Linked DNA regions of Mus musculus: all the other regions are linked to region 3. The links are chromatin contacts, called in public ChIA-PET, Hi-C and promoter capture Hi-C maps. All regions are on one chromosome and are shown on one strand. The core of a region is the stretch at or near the end of the contact, and the rest is flanking DNA. Distances in the headings are between cores, read along the strand shown. Region 1 overlaps Usp33 (ubiquitin specific peptidase 33). Region 2 overlaps St6galnac3 (ST6 (alpha-N-acetyl-neuraminyl-2,3-beta-galactosyl-1,3)-N-acetylgalactosaminide alpha-2,6-sialyltransferase 3). Region 3 overlaps Pigk (phosphatidylinositol glycan anchor biosynthesis, class K). Region 4 overlaps Zzz3 (zinc finger, ZZ domain containing 3). Region 5 overlaps Ak5 (adenylate kinase 5).

Evidence for each region. A called contact is a pair of places that touch in the nucleus more often than the background predicts. ChIA-PET counts read pairs in DNA pulled down with a chosen protein or histone mark. Capture Hi-C pulls out chosen DNA fragments and counts their contacts.
Region 1: a contact with region 3 is called in a promoter capture Hi-C map of pancreatic islet. The contact joins two enhancer-like sites. A contact is called at or near these places in 1 of 484 Hi-C or Micro-C datasets (embryonic stem cells) and 2 of 9 other capture datasets (liver and pancreatic islet).
Region 2: a Hi-C map of Th1 cells shows a contact between it and region 3, with 3 times the contacts expected there. The contact joins two enhancer-like sites. A contact is called at or near these places in 11 of 484 Hi-C or Micro-C datasets (CD8 T cells, Th1 cells, bone marrow-derived macrophages and 5 more), 2 of 115 datasets of contacts at active chromatin or transcription factors (large pre-B cells and memory CD8 T cells) and 1 of 9 other capture datasets (liver).
Region 4: a contact with region 3 is called in an RNA polymerase II ChIA-PET map of memory CD8 T cells, with 14 read pairs. The contact joins two enhancer-like sites. A contact is called at or near these places in 1 of 15 datasets of contacts at CTCF or cohesin (the NIH/3T3 cell line), 3 of 115 datasets of contacts at active chromatin or transcription factors (CD8 T cells, effector CD8 T cells and memory CD8 T cells) and 1 of 9 other capture datasets (pancreatic islet).
Region 5: a contact with region 3 is called in a promoter capture Hi-C map of pancreatic islet. The contact joins two enhancer-like sites. A contact is called at or near these places in 3 of 9 other capture datasets (adipose tissue, embryonic stem cells and pancreatic islet).

Annotation. Positions count from the first base shown.
Region 1 is chr3:152,361,613-152,364,312 of GRCm38.p6, reverse strand. Usp33 (ubiquitin specific peptidase 33) reads right to left here. Exons shown (of 24, transcript NM_133247.3): 6 at 2,311-2,413; 7 at 266-335. Among named protein-coding and RNA genes, the nearest start is that of Usp33, 16 kb to the right of the region's middle. Within about 2 kb of position 1,367, at least 3 of the 459 cell types and tissues checked have an H3K27ac peak or open chromatin away from gene starts, as enhancers often do. A contact at or near this core is called in pancreatic islet, where this site is marked.
Region 2 is chr3:153,239,613-153,242,312 of GRCm38.p6, reverse strand. The region is part of intron 3 of St6galnac3 (ST6 (alpha-N-acetyl-neuraminyl-2,3-beta-galactosyl-1,3)-N-acetylgalactosaminide alpha-2,6-sialyltransferase 3); the gene reads left to right. Among named protein-coding and RNA genes, the nearest start is that of Gm52634, 15 kb to the left of the region's middle. Within about 2 kb of position 1,297, at least 43 of the 459 cell types and tissues checked have an H3K27ac peak or open chromatin away from gene starts, as enhancers often do. A contact at or near this core is called in CD8 T cells, Th1 cells and memory CD8 T cells, where this site is marked.
Region 3 is chr3:152,762,146-152,764,845 of GRCm38.p6, reverse strand. The region is part of intron 9 of Pigk (phosphatidylinositol glycan anchor biosynthesis, class K); the gene reads right to left. Among named protein-coding and RNA genes, the nearest start is that of Gm40181, 7.4 kb to the right of the region's middle. Within about 2 kb of position 1,440, at least 136 of the 459 cell types and tissues checked have an H3K27ac peak or open chromatin away from gene starts, as enhancers often do. A contact at or near this core is called in CD8 T cells, Th1 cells, effector CD8 T cells and 2 more, where this site is marked.
Region 4 is chr3:152,441,600-152,444,299 of GRCm38.p6, reverse strand. All of the region lies in intron 4 of Zzz3 (zinc finger, ZZ domain containing 3), which reads right to left. Among named protein-coding and RNA genes, the nearest start is that of 3110067G11Rik, 47 kb to the left of the region's middle. Within about 2 kb of position 1,314, at least 16 of the 459 cell types and tissues checked have an H3K27ac peak or open chromatin away from gene starts, as enhancers often do. A contact at or near this core is called in CD8 T cells, effector CD8 T cells and memory CD8 T cells, where this site is marked.
Region 5 is chr3:152,496,584-152,499,283 of GRCm38.p6, reverse strand. The region is part of intron 10 of Ak5 (adenylate kinase 5); the gene reads left to right. Among named protein-coding and RNA genes, the nearest start is that of 3110067G11Rik, 8.4 kb to the right of the region's middle. Within about 2 kb of position 1,448, at least 8 of the 459 cell types and tissues checked have an H3K27ac peak or open chromatin away from gene starts, as enhancers often do. A contact at or near this core is called in pancreatic islet, where this site is marked.

The DNA.
Region 1 (2,700 bases), core at 118-2,617, 400 kb after region 3:
GACAGCAGATGTCTTCACCCAGGTTCTTGCTTCTCTGCTCTGGGAGTTAGTCACCTACCATAGCAACAAGCTATCTAAGCTAAACCTATGCACGACCTGAGTGGAGTGGGGTATATGTTTAGTTCCTGTACTTGGGAGGCATAGCCAGTCGGATCTCTGAGTTCAAGACCAATATGGTCTACAAAGCAAGTTCTAGGACAGCCAGAGAGAGAGAGAGGGTGGGGAGAAGAAAAGAAAGAAAACCCGTATTGGTCTCACTACTTACCAGTTAGAAAGAGCCTGCAGCGCCGCGTTCATATAACAAGTATTTCCAATGTTTTTCAAACCTGTCAGGCCTGTGAAAAAGAAATATTAAGTCACCATTCAGCAAAACATGAATGACTCAATTTGTTTGGTGTTTATTAAGAACAATTTCAAAAGTTAAAGCTATAGAATGGGCTGATAGTTCACTAGCAGAGCATATGCATACTGTGCATAGAGCCCAGAATTCAATGCCTAGTGGGCAAACATACACACATTCACTGGCACAGTACAGGAACAACATTAAAAACACAGACACATGGAGACACAGGGCAGCGCCTGAACAACTCAGTGGCCACACTGTTGGAAATTTCTCACTCTCTAAATTTTTAAGCTTTAGATAAATTCAAGGGTTTGTTAATTTAACCTAAAAATCTGCACTTAAAAAACAACCTTTTCTACTGTTATGTAAGAAAGAATACATGGGGTGGTCACAATGACTAGGGTCTCATTATGTAGCACTAACGTCCTGGAACTCAATCTGTAGACCAGCTGACCTTGAGCTCACAGAGATCCGCCTGCCTCTGCCTCCCGAGTACTGGATTAAAAGTGAGACACAACCAGTTTAAGAATATATTTTAAATAATCTGACTTAAGATTACAGTTCTCATTTGGCCCAAAGCCCAAGTGGGAAGTCAGCCTGACGTCTGTGATGGGCATGGAGCACAGTGCCTTCCACAGGCTGCATTTACCTCGTCTGTTGGTTGGCACTCTATTTTTCTCAGTTTGCTCTATCATTAAGAGAGAAAACAGAGACTGACAACTCCCAACACAACAAAATAGAAACAATGACAAATATCTCAAAACTAGAATTATAAGCAAGGTGTGGTGGTGCACACTTTTTTAAAGATTTATTTATGTATTTATTTTTACTTAATGTATATAAATACACTGTAATTTTCTTCAGACACACCATAAGAGGGCATCAGATCCCATTACAGATGGTGGTGAGCCACCATGTGCTTGCTGGGAATTGATCTCAGGACAGGGAAGGGCAGTTGGTGCTCTTACCCGCTGAGCCGCCTCTCCAGCCCCTTGGCGCACGCTTTTAATCCCATCACTGGGGAAGCAGAGGCAAGTAGATCTCTGTGAGCTTAAAGTCAGTCTGGTCTACACAGCAAGTTCCAAGACAGCTATAAGTATGTAATAGAGAAATTCTGTTTCAAAGAAAAACAACAACAAAAAAACCTAAAAAATAAACTTAAAAAAACCCTACTGCAGCTCAGTAGAAGGGTGCTTGTCTAATATGCACACAGGTCCTGTGTCCCAACAACTAGCGGAACATTCAGAGTTTACATTAAGTACTGTGAGCCTTGAGAACAGGAAAACCAGCTGGGCGTGGTAGCACACGCCTTTAATCCCAGCACTCAGGAGGCAGAGGCAGGCAGATTTCTGAGTTCAAGGCCAGCCTGGTCTACAGAGTGAGTTCCAGGACAGCCAGGGCTACAGAGAAACCCTGTCTCGAAAAACCAACCAAAAAAAAAAAAAAAAAAAAAAAAAACCAGGAAATCCTGTCCCACTGCCTCCTAGTGTGGAAGTTCAAAGTTCTGAGTGACTAGGTCAAGAGGAGCCCTGGAACCGCCTGGCTCCTTTTCCAAATAATGCCGCCCCCTTACTCTTGTCTTCCTTTCTTTTCGTTTCTTTTTATAGATGCAGGTAAAATAAGAGCAGTGTAAGCTAACCTCTGACCTCAGCCTCCTCAGCGCTGGGTAAGACGTGCAGTCTGCCAAGGTACCGACTTCACATCACCCTAGCAACCCTTCCCTGGCAGGTGAGAACCCAAAAATAGGTCAACGGCTAAAGGCTCCCAGAAGACAAGGGAGAGTCCAGCTGTGACAAAGTGACACCAGACAAATCAAGTTTGCAATTACTGCAAACGCTGGTCTACAAGATCACGTCTGTGGGCTCTGTCCTTAATTATCATCTCTCATCTGTTTTGAACTACTCATTATGCAGCTTCCTAGTCAAATGGGCAGGGCCGCAGAGAGGAGCACTGACAGAAGAGCCCACCTCTAGCCTTCAGCTCGTCTTCCTCTTCCACTTCTATATCCAGATCTTCAGACACAGCAACCATGGGGGTTTTCAATGCTGGATTACTGGGAATTTTAAAATCCTTAATAATAAAAAGAAAACAAACTCGAATAAATCCTTATGCTATCAAAACACACTTTAATTTTAACTTACATAACATTTACACCACATATTGAATATTGAAAGATATTACCGTAACAACAGAAACTGGCCAGCATAGTGGCACGTGTTTGTAACCCCAGCACTCAGGCAAAAAGATCAGCTCAAGTCCAGTCCTGGTTGGTAAAAGGTTAGAGGGCAGCCTGAGCTACATGAAACTCTGCTCAGAAAACAACCGTAACAGCAGGGCTAGGACGCTGGCTTAGTGCC
Region 2 (2,700 bases), core at 48-2,547, 480 kb before region 3:
CTCCCTGCCCTTTGTCTAACAAACCTAACGAGTGTGATGTCCCTGTTGACGGGCGCTGTCAGGCCCCGCACAGAGGAGAAACAGAGGCAGACTGGGCAGCTTTTCAGACCTCAGTGCCATGTTCTCAGCAGAAGCAGGGTTATAGTGCCTACCTGGAGATGCAAGTGCCCACACCGGAGAACAGATTCTCAGCCTGGTGAGCACTTGGAAATAGATACACACTTGTCTCAGCTAGATAAGCCGGGCTCTGCTCCGTGCCTGTTGATGGTGCGTAATTTTGTAATTAGGACTTGATAGACTCAAAGGAGGTTTGTTAAACAGCTCCTTATATATATTTTATTTGCTTAATCATTTGTTTATTTTATAGGGAGGACAGCTGGTACGATGGAGCGCATGGGGGTCAGAGGACAACTTGTGGGAGTCAGTTCTCACCTTCACCATGTGGGTCTTTGAAATCAAACTTGGTCCTCGGTCTTGGTGGCACGAGCCCCTACCCTCTGAGGCATCTCGCGCTCCCTTTATTGAGCATCTCTTGACACAGCTTCCATGTTTCTTTACTGGAGGTTTCACCCACGTCCACAGTTTTAAATTTGCCACCCAATCCTTTCTCTGATACTTATTTGCCTACTTGCTCTGAAGTTCATTTCTCTTCCAGTAATCAGCCTCGGGAGTTCTTACTGTTCACGATGGTTGGGAAATCAGAGATAGACAGGAGGCTGGGCTTCTCTCAGAGCGTTCCCACGGTAGGGAACCCCTGCCCGGGTGATGTGCAGTGAGCATGCCCGTTCGGTGGGTGACAGCTGCTGGGACGGCAAAGGATGTGTTTGAGGTGGTGGTGTTTGTATGGAAAAAGTCATGTACTCATCAGGAAGAAATTCTCTCTGGATTGCCTAGACTCACATAGAGGCTCAGCAACAGCAGCAGCATGAGCCAGAACCCCTCCCGCTGTGCTTCACCCCCAAGAGGCTTGCACTGAAGGTGGCTTTCAACATGGGCTGACAGGAAACCTAAAGTGGCTGCTGATATCCTGCCACATGGCTGCATGGTTTTAGTTGTAGCACTTGGGGGAATAACATACTCTTCTGAGAAATGTAGGGAATGAAAAAAAAATCTCACACAAAAATTTAGCTATTTAAAAATGAAGCTATTTCTATGCATGGGGAACTTTTTTTTTTCTTTCAAATTAAAGGTTGGCAGTAGCATTCGTCAGTGTTACCAGTGTGACAGTCTGTGAGACCCAGTTTCCTTCAACATTGGGCCACCCTGCTAAGGGTGCGTTTGTCACTGACCTCAACGCCTGTCAGGAAAGGAAGACCTTTGAAAGTCCCAGAGACCTTGAATCCTTTCTCATCGCCTGAGGCTCTCAGAGGACCTGAGTGATTGATTATGACTCAGTCAGAAGTACTTAATTTTTTTACTACTTATTCTTTGAGATTGTGTGTTTTGGTTGTATGTGTGAGTTTGATGTCTATTTCTTTGTGTGTGTCTATGTGTATGTGTGCACATGTGTGCACACTCATTTGGAAAGATGTTTCCAGTGTGCTACACTGAGCCTCACTTCAGGGACTCTGGTTTCCCTGAAGGGGGAGTTCTCCTCACCACTATTATAAGCAGCCAGGGCTGAGAACTGGTCCACTTTTGCACCCAGTTTATCTATCCAGTTCAGATGAGCTCATGCATTCTGGACCTGGCTCGTTATCAGGAGCCTGGCAGACTTCTTAAATGTTTTGTAGGGATCTCTGTTTGGATTTTGGTTTCCCCCATGCTGCCCAAGCAAAGTTAATTACTTCCTGTGTGATAACTTACCCGAGCCTCTTTGATCTCACTTATGTGGAATTATTGTTTTTTTTTTTTTTTTTCCGGTTCTGTCTGCCTATGTAGACAGTCTTCTCTGAGGCAGAGACTGTGTGCCGTGCATATGAGAGTCTCTGCCTTGGACACAAGCTGGCACTGACAATAGCTCTGTCGGTGTCCAGGGATAGAAAGATGGACACAACACTGAAAGAAAAAAAGGTATGACGTGTGGTTTAGTATTGGCTGCAAAATGCCTCTGTAAACACTGTCAAAGATAGCTATGTAGACAAACCTCTGCTTTCTTGTACTATCACCAGTATTCATCAGAATTATGGCAGCTATCGTCCTTTTATTAAATGATTTAGACCAGTAAACTACATCTGGAAATGAGGAACATACAGAGATGGGGAGGGGGGGTAATCAAGAGTGGAGGAGCAGGCTCACTAAGCCATAATCAAGTTGAAATCACTTCAGCTGGGGAGCAGACCCACTGTGAGGCTGTCAGGACAGTCCTTAGGCCTTCTGCGATGGGTAGAAGGTATGTGCCTGGCTGGGTTTGTCCTGGTTCCACAGTCTGGGCTGGATGAAGTGCTTAGATTTCCTGTAGACCTGTCCATTCTGAATGACCATGTTCATCCTGTGAAGCCATGGGTATCGCTTCAAAGATGATTTTAACACTCATTTCCCTTTCCAACTTGCGATGGGATTTCAGAGCTTTGCTAGCCTCGCTGATTATTAGCCCTTTCTGGGCTCAGTAATGAGAAGTAAGGAAATCCATGGTTTAGCCTGAGTCAAGCAGCATAAAGTGTGGGGCTCCGGGTAGGCTTCCCCTCGTGGCCCACGAGGAAGCCTGTCAGGCACTCCTGCACAGAGCCATGGGAGCAAGAATTCCAACCAAGTCCACAG
Region 3 (2,700 bases), core at 191-2,690:
CGGCAGATGTCAGGAAGAACACAGAAGACAACTCAAGCAAAACTCAGCTAAGCACTGAACAGAGAGAAGCCCAAGTGACCAGCAACTATCATGAAGCACTCGGTGCCCTTAGTCATCACAGAGGCACCAGTTAAAACCACAATGAGATTCCATCTACATCAGGAAGAATGGCTAACAGCAAGACACGGATATTGGAATGGTGTTGGTGGGCATATAACCTTCTGCAGCTACAAGGAAAACCAACGTGGTGATTTCTAAGAAAGCAAATGCTACAGTTGCCATATGACCCACCCATCCCACTCCTGGGCACCCACCCGAAGAACTCTGCATCCTACCAAAGAGACCTGCACATCTGTGGTCACGGCCGCTCTAGTCACAGTAGCTAGGAAATACAGTCAGCCTAGACACTATTAACTCAAGTAACAACAAAAATGAGGTACACACACAATGGAATTCAAGTCATCCAATAACTTGAAACTATGAGATTTTCAAGAAATGGAAGAAACTGAAAAATATTCTATTACCTTAACTCTCTCATGTGTGTTCAGCTCTTTTATATATACACATCTATATCACAGGAGAAATATGATCTTTAAGTTGGGGGTGGGGAGACAGCAGAACCCGTGTGACATAGAAGGGACACGATGGTCTCACTCAGCGAGAGCAGATGGCAGACAGAATGTACAGTCTAGGATGTCAACCGAAAGAAATGATACATGGAAAGCTGACATTTTGGTAAGCTAATCAAAAAACAATTTTTAAAAATATTTTGAATGGGATATTCACCCTGTGGGGATGAATAAAGGTGTTTCCAGAGGTTACAGCCTATTAAACAAGAATCCCAGGACCAGGGCAAGGCACTTCTCAGGAGGTGACCATGGGTGCTCCCAAGAACCCCAAAACAACCCAGGCCACTGCCCTTAGTTTCCTACCATAACTAGTTGGTCAGACTGTGCTGCTCAAGATCACACAGGATTGACCCCAGACACAGAGAAAGCAAGCTGCAGCTGGGCTGGAACCTCCCCCCTGCTGGCTAGGCTGAAGCTGCCAGGGGGCGCCATGCAGCTCGCCCTCCGGGTACCAACACTGACGGCCAGGCAGCTTGAGAGCACTGGTACGGCGGGAAGCCTGCCCACCTCGGGGCTGGACTTGCCACAGGAAGGACCTCGCTTCGGACGCTCTCCGCTGGTCAAAAGCCTGTAGCTGGGAAGAGGGGCTGCAGGATGCAAGTCGCGCCTATCAAACGGCCTTCTCCAGAGCTCACATGCCCGCAGAGCTGCTCAGACAAGCTTCTTCCTCCAGTGGGCAGCAGTGACTGCAGACTCATAACTACTCAAAGTCGAGAGAATAAACTAAACGACAGTTTGAATACCTCGCCCGCTATACCTAGGACATATAGAACAGCCCCTCAAAGCTCGGGGGCACTGTGGAAGATGGAGCAGAGAGAACGGAAGAGTCAGCGGAAGTGAGATAGCTGTGGAAAGCTGACTTCCGGATACGACAGGACTTTGGCAATCGCAGACCCACAGCAGCCTTGACATCTGCACTGGACTGCAAGGCTGGGTCTGTCAGGACCCTTCCAGGGAAGAGCAAGGGATCCGTGGAGCCCCACCCTCTCCAGGACTCACAGGCAGTTAAAAGTTGATGGGGGAGGAGACAGAATTTCCACAGCCCTGTAGCTATAAGGTGTACATGCTCTGTAAACAGGCTTCCGCCCACGCTCCTGCAGACAGCCCTGAGGAGACTCACAGGGTCACCACAACTGATAGACAAAGGCAAGACAAGAAAGCATAGGGGAGCCAGCTGGGAAGAGGATTGGCAGAACTGGGGTGAATATGACCGACATACACCATGCACATGCATAAACCGACATAATGAAATCCATTGCTGTGGACAACTAATACATAATAATTAATTAAATTATATACTAATTAAATATATATACTAATTAAAACACTTAGTCCCAACACTTGGGAGGTAATATCAGGTGGACCAAGGTTCAAGACCAATCTCAGGGACACAGGAGTTTATGGGCAGCCTCTAATACATGAGAGCCAGTTCAACAGAAAAAGCTTTTAAAAGAAAAAACTTGTGAAAAAAAATGAGCAATTTTCTAATTTTTAAATTTTTCTTGTTGAACCATTTGAAAGTTGAGACACCATCAGTTATTATGTATTTCAGCATGCCTTCACAATGTCAACAATGTTTCAAAGACAGTGTGTAATTCACACTGAGTCTCATGTAGCTCACCAGTCTCACAGTGGTTAAATCAACCGCTCATAACTTTCCTGGAAATACTGGTTCTCTTCCACAGGTTGCACACTGTTTCCAGGAACCTGGCTCGATGTTCTTTCCAGTTAGGTGACTTCCATCCTAACGCACTGTTACCCTTGTACTCCTGCATCTTCGTTTCTCACTCGGAGGCTCGGGAGGCCTCTTCCTCCCTGCTTCTGCTGAGGTGACGCCCTAGCATACTTGGAGGATTGGCAGGGTAGACAGTCCCTCTCAGGTACCCACGACATAAGACCTTTCAATGCACACATTCTGCTTGAGCTCTGAAAAGGTTTCCAGTACAGTTTTTAACGCTATTTCTATTTCTATTCCATTTGATTTTCTAGTTTAAGCATTAAGCAAATATAATGGACCCCCCCCCCAGACTCTCTCTCTCTCTCTGATTTTTCCTGTTTTCTTCCTCACATT
Region 4 (2,700 bases), core at 65-2,564, 320 kb after region 3:
GAAGATGATGCGTGCTTCCTGTGTGATGTGAAGTTATAACTTTCCAACGGGACTGCTGTGTGCTGACTCTGTAAGAACTGTCTGCTTGATCCTTACACGATGCTAACAGTGAGTTTATCAGCAGCACAGAGTTCTCAATTTCACTTTATTTATCACCTTGACATACAGACATTTAGCTGTCAGGCTAAGAGATGGTATTTAATAACAGTACCTATATCTAAGCTATTTCCACTACCCTTTCTGGCCAAATTTTACTGACTCTTATGAACATAAACATTTATTATGGCTAAAAGACCTTATTGTCCATTTTCTAGGCAGTATTTGCATGTACAGCCATCAACAGAGGAGGGAGAGAGAAAAACAGGAGGAGGAAGATGGAAAATTTTACTATTCAGTGCACCACCATCTTCTTCCAGGGGCCAAGCTTCCATTTCCATGGTGGAGAGCATTCTTCAGAGCTCATTTGGACATTTTTAACCTTGAAAAATAAATGTGGAAACCTGTTTTTATAAACATCTAGCTTTAAGACATTCTGCCAAGAACACTGGTCTGATTCTTCAAAATAATTGTCAGCAGAAAGGTCCCTGGTTCAATCCTGGCTTTCTGCACCAGATGAATAAAGAGGAGAAGTAAAAAGGACAGGAGTGCTCCCAGGTGTGGTGGAGGAGGGTTAATACACACGAGAAGCACAGCTACATAAAGGCAGGGACATCTGGGGTCCAGAGGAAGCTCTTCAATTACAGGTGAGGTCACCACAATGACATCTATGGTACTCTGACAACTACCTTTTAGTAAAGATTTTTTAAAATTCTCATTTTAGCTATATTTGTTTACATTTGGTTTTCTAACTGGATTTCAACCAATTTTTTCTCCTGAAAATTCTTCACCATTTCTTTTGCCTCTAGGTCCCCCGTTTCTCACGTCTACCCTTGAGTCTATTTGCAGTGTGCTTGTTCCTGCTCTTCTGCAGATACTGTAAGCACCAGCACTGCTCTAACTGATCTGCACTGTAGCCATACATACCTGCTTTGTGCTGCTGCTTAGTTTCTTATTAGTATTGCTGTTGTTGTTGTTGGTTTGGTTCGGTTTGGTTTTGGGCTTTAGGTTTCTTCCTTCCTAACCATTAACAAGTTACTGATTGCACCTTCAGGAAAAGACTACTCACTACATACATGTCATACTTCCTACTTAAAACCACAGAAAATATGAAAAAGCAAAGCAAAATTATTCTTCTATGACCTGTGTAGCAGGGAGAGGCTCCGGGAAGTGAAAAGCTCAGTAGATCTATCTAACTCAGTAAGAAGCATCTAAAGGCAGCAGAGCCGCAGTGTGGAAGACAGCTAAGGCACGCCTACACCAAGGTGGCAACTTGAAAACCAACCACAACCACAATATTCATGACACTGAAACTCAAGCAATCAGGAATCCGTGCTAAAGAAGAGAATCAAGATACAGACTAATTCAGCAAAATTATCACTCAGAACTCCTCAAATTTAGGGAGAAAAACGTACAAGGAACAGCTACAATTCAACAGAGGAAACCAGAAAAGTACATTTCGCTGTCATATTCCAATTAGAAACTGCAAGACAAGACACCACACACACACACACACACACACGCACACACGCACACGCACGCACGCACGCACGCACGCACACACACTCACACACACACACGCACACGCACACACGCACGCACGCACGCACGCGCACACACACACTCACTCACTCACTCACTCGTGGCAATTAAAGATTAAGTCTGAAGGGGAAGAGAGATGGCTCAGCAGTTTAGAGCACTTGTTACTCTTTCAGAGGACCTGGGTTGGATCCCCAGGACCATTTGGTGGCTCACAACGCTCTGTAACTCCAGTTCCAGGGAATCTGACCCCCTCTTCAAGCCTCTGTGAGCACCAGGCATAGGCAAAACACCCAATATACATAATACAAAATAAAATCTTAAACAAAAAAAAAGAAAACCTTTAAAAAATTGTATTTTTCATACCTTGGTTTCTTACTTTATGTATACCAAAAGACAAAACAAAAATAAACAAAATCCCTCAACAACTGTTTATAGTATGTTCTTATACAAATTACTTAAAAGAGCCTGAAGATCTCTCATCAATTCTACGAGTTACAGTTAACACCTTTTGCCTACAGTAAACCACTAAGACATACAGCTGCTTTGTGATCAAACACATTATCATTTCCACTCTTCCATTTCCAGAAAGCTGAGTGGCCTTTCAAAATGAAGGCTGTTTTGACTGCTCAATTGTACTTTCAAATCCTAACCATGGAATAGGTTTGTCAACACTTGGTCTTACAGAACACAGTGAGTCCCTCGAGTGTATGAGAACCAGCACGAAAGCTCACAGTCCTCCACGCAGCAATGACATTTCACGTTTAAAAGGCAGGTATGGAAGGGGTAATTCAGTAAGGTTGCCTGCCACCAGGAACTAAGTTCTATCCTCTGGGCCTACATGGTAGAGGGGCAGACTCTACCTCCACACCTCTACCAAGTGTATCCGTCAACATGTAGACATATACACAAATAAATACATGTAATAAAAACATTGTTTAAGCAGCAAGCAGGTTTGAAGACATCGTAGCGCTTGGAAGGCAGAGACAAGACCATGATTTGGAGGTCAGCCTGGGCTACATGGTGAAACCCTGCTTCAAAAGAGAAAAGTAAACAGAGGAAAAC
Region 5 (2,700 bases), core at 199-2,698, 270 kb after region 3:
TATAGTCGCTAATAATATTGTAATAGCAGGAAAATTGTGTTCATCTCTCATTCTGCCCCGCTTTGAAATCATGTTCCTCTTTTTGATCAAAATAATGCCCCTGAGGTTTCCAGATGGTTGTGTGCATAAATATGCAATTTAACATTTTTTTTTCTTGCCTTGTTGATTCTCAGCAGAGAAAAGGCAGGGCTGCAAGAATCTCAGCTCCTAAGCTCAGCTCTATAGTAGTGGGGTGCTCTACACAGCCAGTGGGGTGCTGTGGGTTAATGTCCAGCATTCCTCTTTACTATTTGACTCTCAACCCCCTACATAAGTTAAACGTGCGGTGACAATATATGAAAACCTATCTCCCTCACCACACACTATATTCTGCACAACTCACAGTAAAAGCAATCTAGTTTGGGGGTGGGTTTGCACCCCAAGACTAGAACATTTGCCTGGTATCTGTGAAGCCTTGGATTTGATCCCCAACACACACACACACACACACCTTATTTTTTAATGTCATCATAGAGTAGTATTTTCTAACCACTTGTGGGGTAAAATGCCTTGAGATTAGTGCCTTCTGTGCACCTGCCTTGTTCCAGGTTACCTCAGAGAATCCTTAAACAATACCATAGTCTAGTGGCCAGCAAGGAGGGTCATATTCCATCTCCTATACAGACAAGAAAGTCAATGCTCAGAAAAAGCAAGGGACTTAATCAAGATCATGGGGTAGAAAATAGTTTTATTCGTGGACAGGAATGAACTGGTTAAGCCGTGGTTTAAATGAGAGGAGGAACTGGAGGTGTGGCTTAGTGGCAAGGGCTCCTGCCAACGATGTCCAAGGTCTGGGGTTCAATCACCAGCTCTCTCCAAAACATGTCCTGTCATCAGGATGCCCCCTGAAAGTCATGCTTCTCTTCTAGCATTCCGATATATAGTTAGCAAGTACCCTCACCTTGTCCACTTTCCATAAAAGCATCTATGTATAGTCAGAAATAGTGAAGGAGAAAACAGTGATGTCATCCCAGAGAAATACAATCAGACCAACTTCTAATTGTGTGCGCCAACACCACCCTGGGAACTTCTAGGGAAATCTCCCTCACTATCAGGTGGAGAGAATGAAGCCCAGAGAAGTGGAAAAGTTGGTCAAGGCCACTCAGTTACCTGGTGGACATCTGGAGACAAAGGTCTCTGTGTGCAGGTCCTTGTGCCAGTTTCTCACCCCTCAGTGCACAGTGGTGTGAGCTGTCAGCCTGCGCTCCTAGCCTCACACATTAACTATTGCAGCAGGCTGTGCTGGGAAGGAGCTGAGGACACCCCTAAGGAGAAGCATAGTTAACAGAGCCTGTCTCCTGAGAAGTGTTACTAAGGAGTTAAAAGAGAGAAAAAGAGAAGGCTGGGATAAGCCTTGAGAGATCACATGAGTAATGACTGGAAAATATTTCTGAGGAGTTCATGCTGATGCAGGGAACCAGGAGCTGGCGAAGAGCTTTGGAGAACTGCATGTGTCTGGGAGAATCCCTGAATCTTCCTGTCTTGCTAGGTCTCCATTGCTTGCTCCTTAGCCATGGGCACAATCTACTCTTCCCATGTGTGTTTTGTGTTTTTCTCAGGAAGTAAAAGTGGTTTTGTGGGGGTTTGTTTGTTTGTTTGTTTTAACCTTTACTGGATATTATAATTTCAAAGGAAAATCAGCCCTGTTTATGGCTTACTAAAATTCTAATAATCTGTTTACTAGGCATGAAACCTTCCTTGTATGTATATATTCTGGTCTCTGTTCAGATTTTACATATTAGGGAAAGGAGTGTTGATATCTAGAAACTCAGAGTGGGAACCCTTCATTGTCATGTTTTAGTAATGTGATCCCCAAAAGCTTCTAACAATAACACAACACGGCTTCCGGCTGTCATCGCCACCCTTGGTATTATTATTTCCGATTTTCCCGTTGCTGTGACTCACAGCTTGTGACTTGGAAATACATTGTCAAATGTCACCTCTGTGGTTCGGGCATAGCCAAAGACCTCAGCTCACCTGTTGCAAAGCCCCGTGCCCTTTAGAGAAACAAAGAGCACAGTATGTAGTCACAGACAGCTAGACAAAGCACAAGACCTTCAGAGGGCCACAGAACACACTCAGACCTGCTTTCTCTGACAGAAGAATTTCCTTAGAGCTGCCTAAACCCTCTTGTTTTTTCAACTAATTTATCAGACACTGCTCTACTTGGAAAAAAAATACAACAATTTACTGTTTAGACAGAAGGGACAAAGTTGCCGTGATTCAGGGGGTGGACCTCTCTTTCCTAGGGCATTAGTGAAAATTGAGGCCTCATTTCTAACTGCTCCTGTGACAAGCAGCAAAATGACTATATCATCACAGGTCAATTTGAGGTCATGAGGCCCCTAAAAGTGTGTGGGTAAATTTTAACAAGAGCCACGAGATTTCAGTGGTACACATTTGGTTCTGTCCATGGGTGATTAGTGGGCTGGACAGTTGGCTTAGGTGGTTAAAATGGTGGCCTAGCACACATCAGGCCCTGGGTTCAATCCCCAACACTGAAGATAGATGTTGAGGCCCAGGAAGTTAAGATCACTATTATGTTTTATAAAAAAGAAAAAGAAAAGAAAAAGAAGCCAGGGATATGTTTTGTGGAGGCTTGGTATGGTGTGGGGCAATAAGGTGCCTCTGTGGGCCCATGCTGAGGTATCCCTTCCCCCT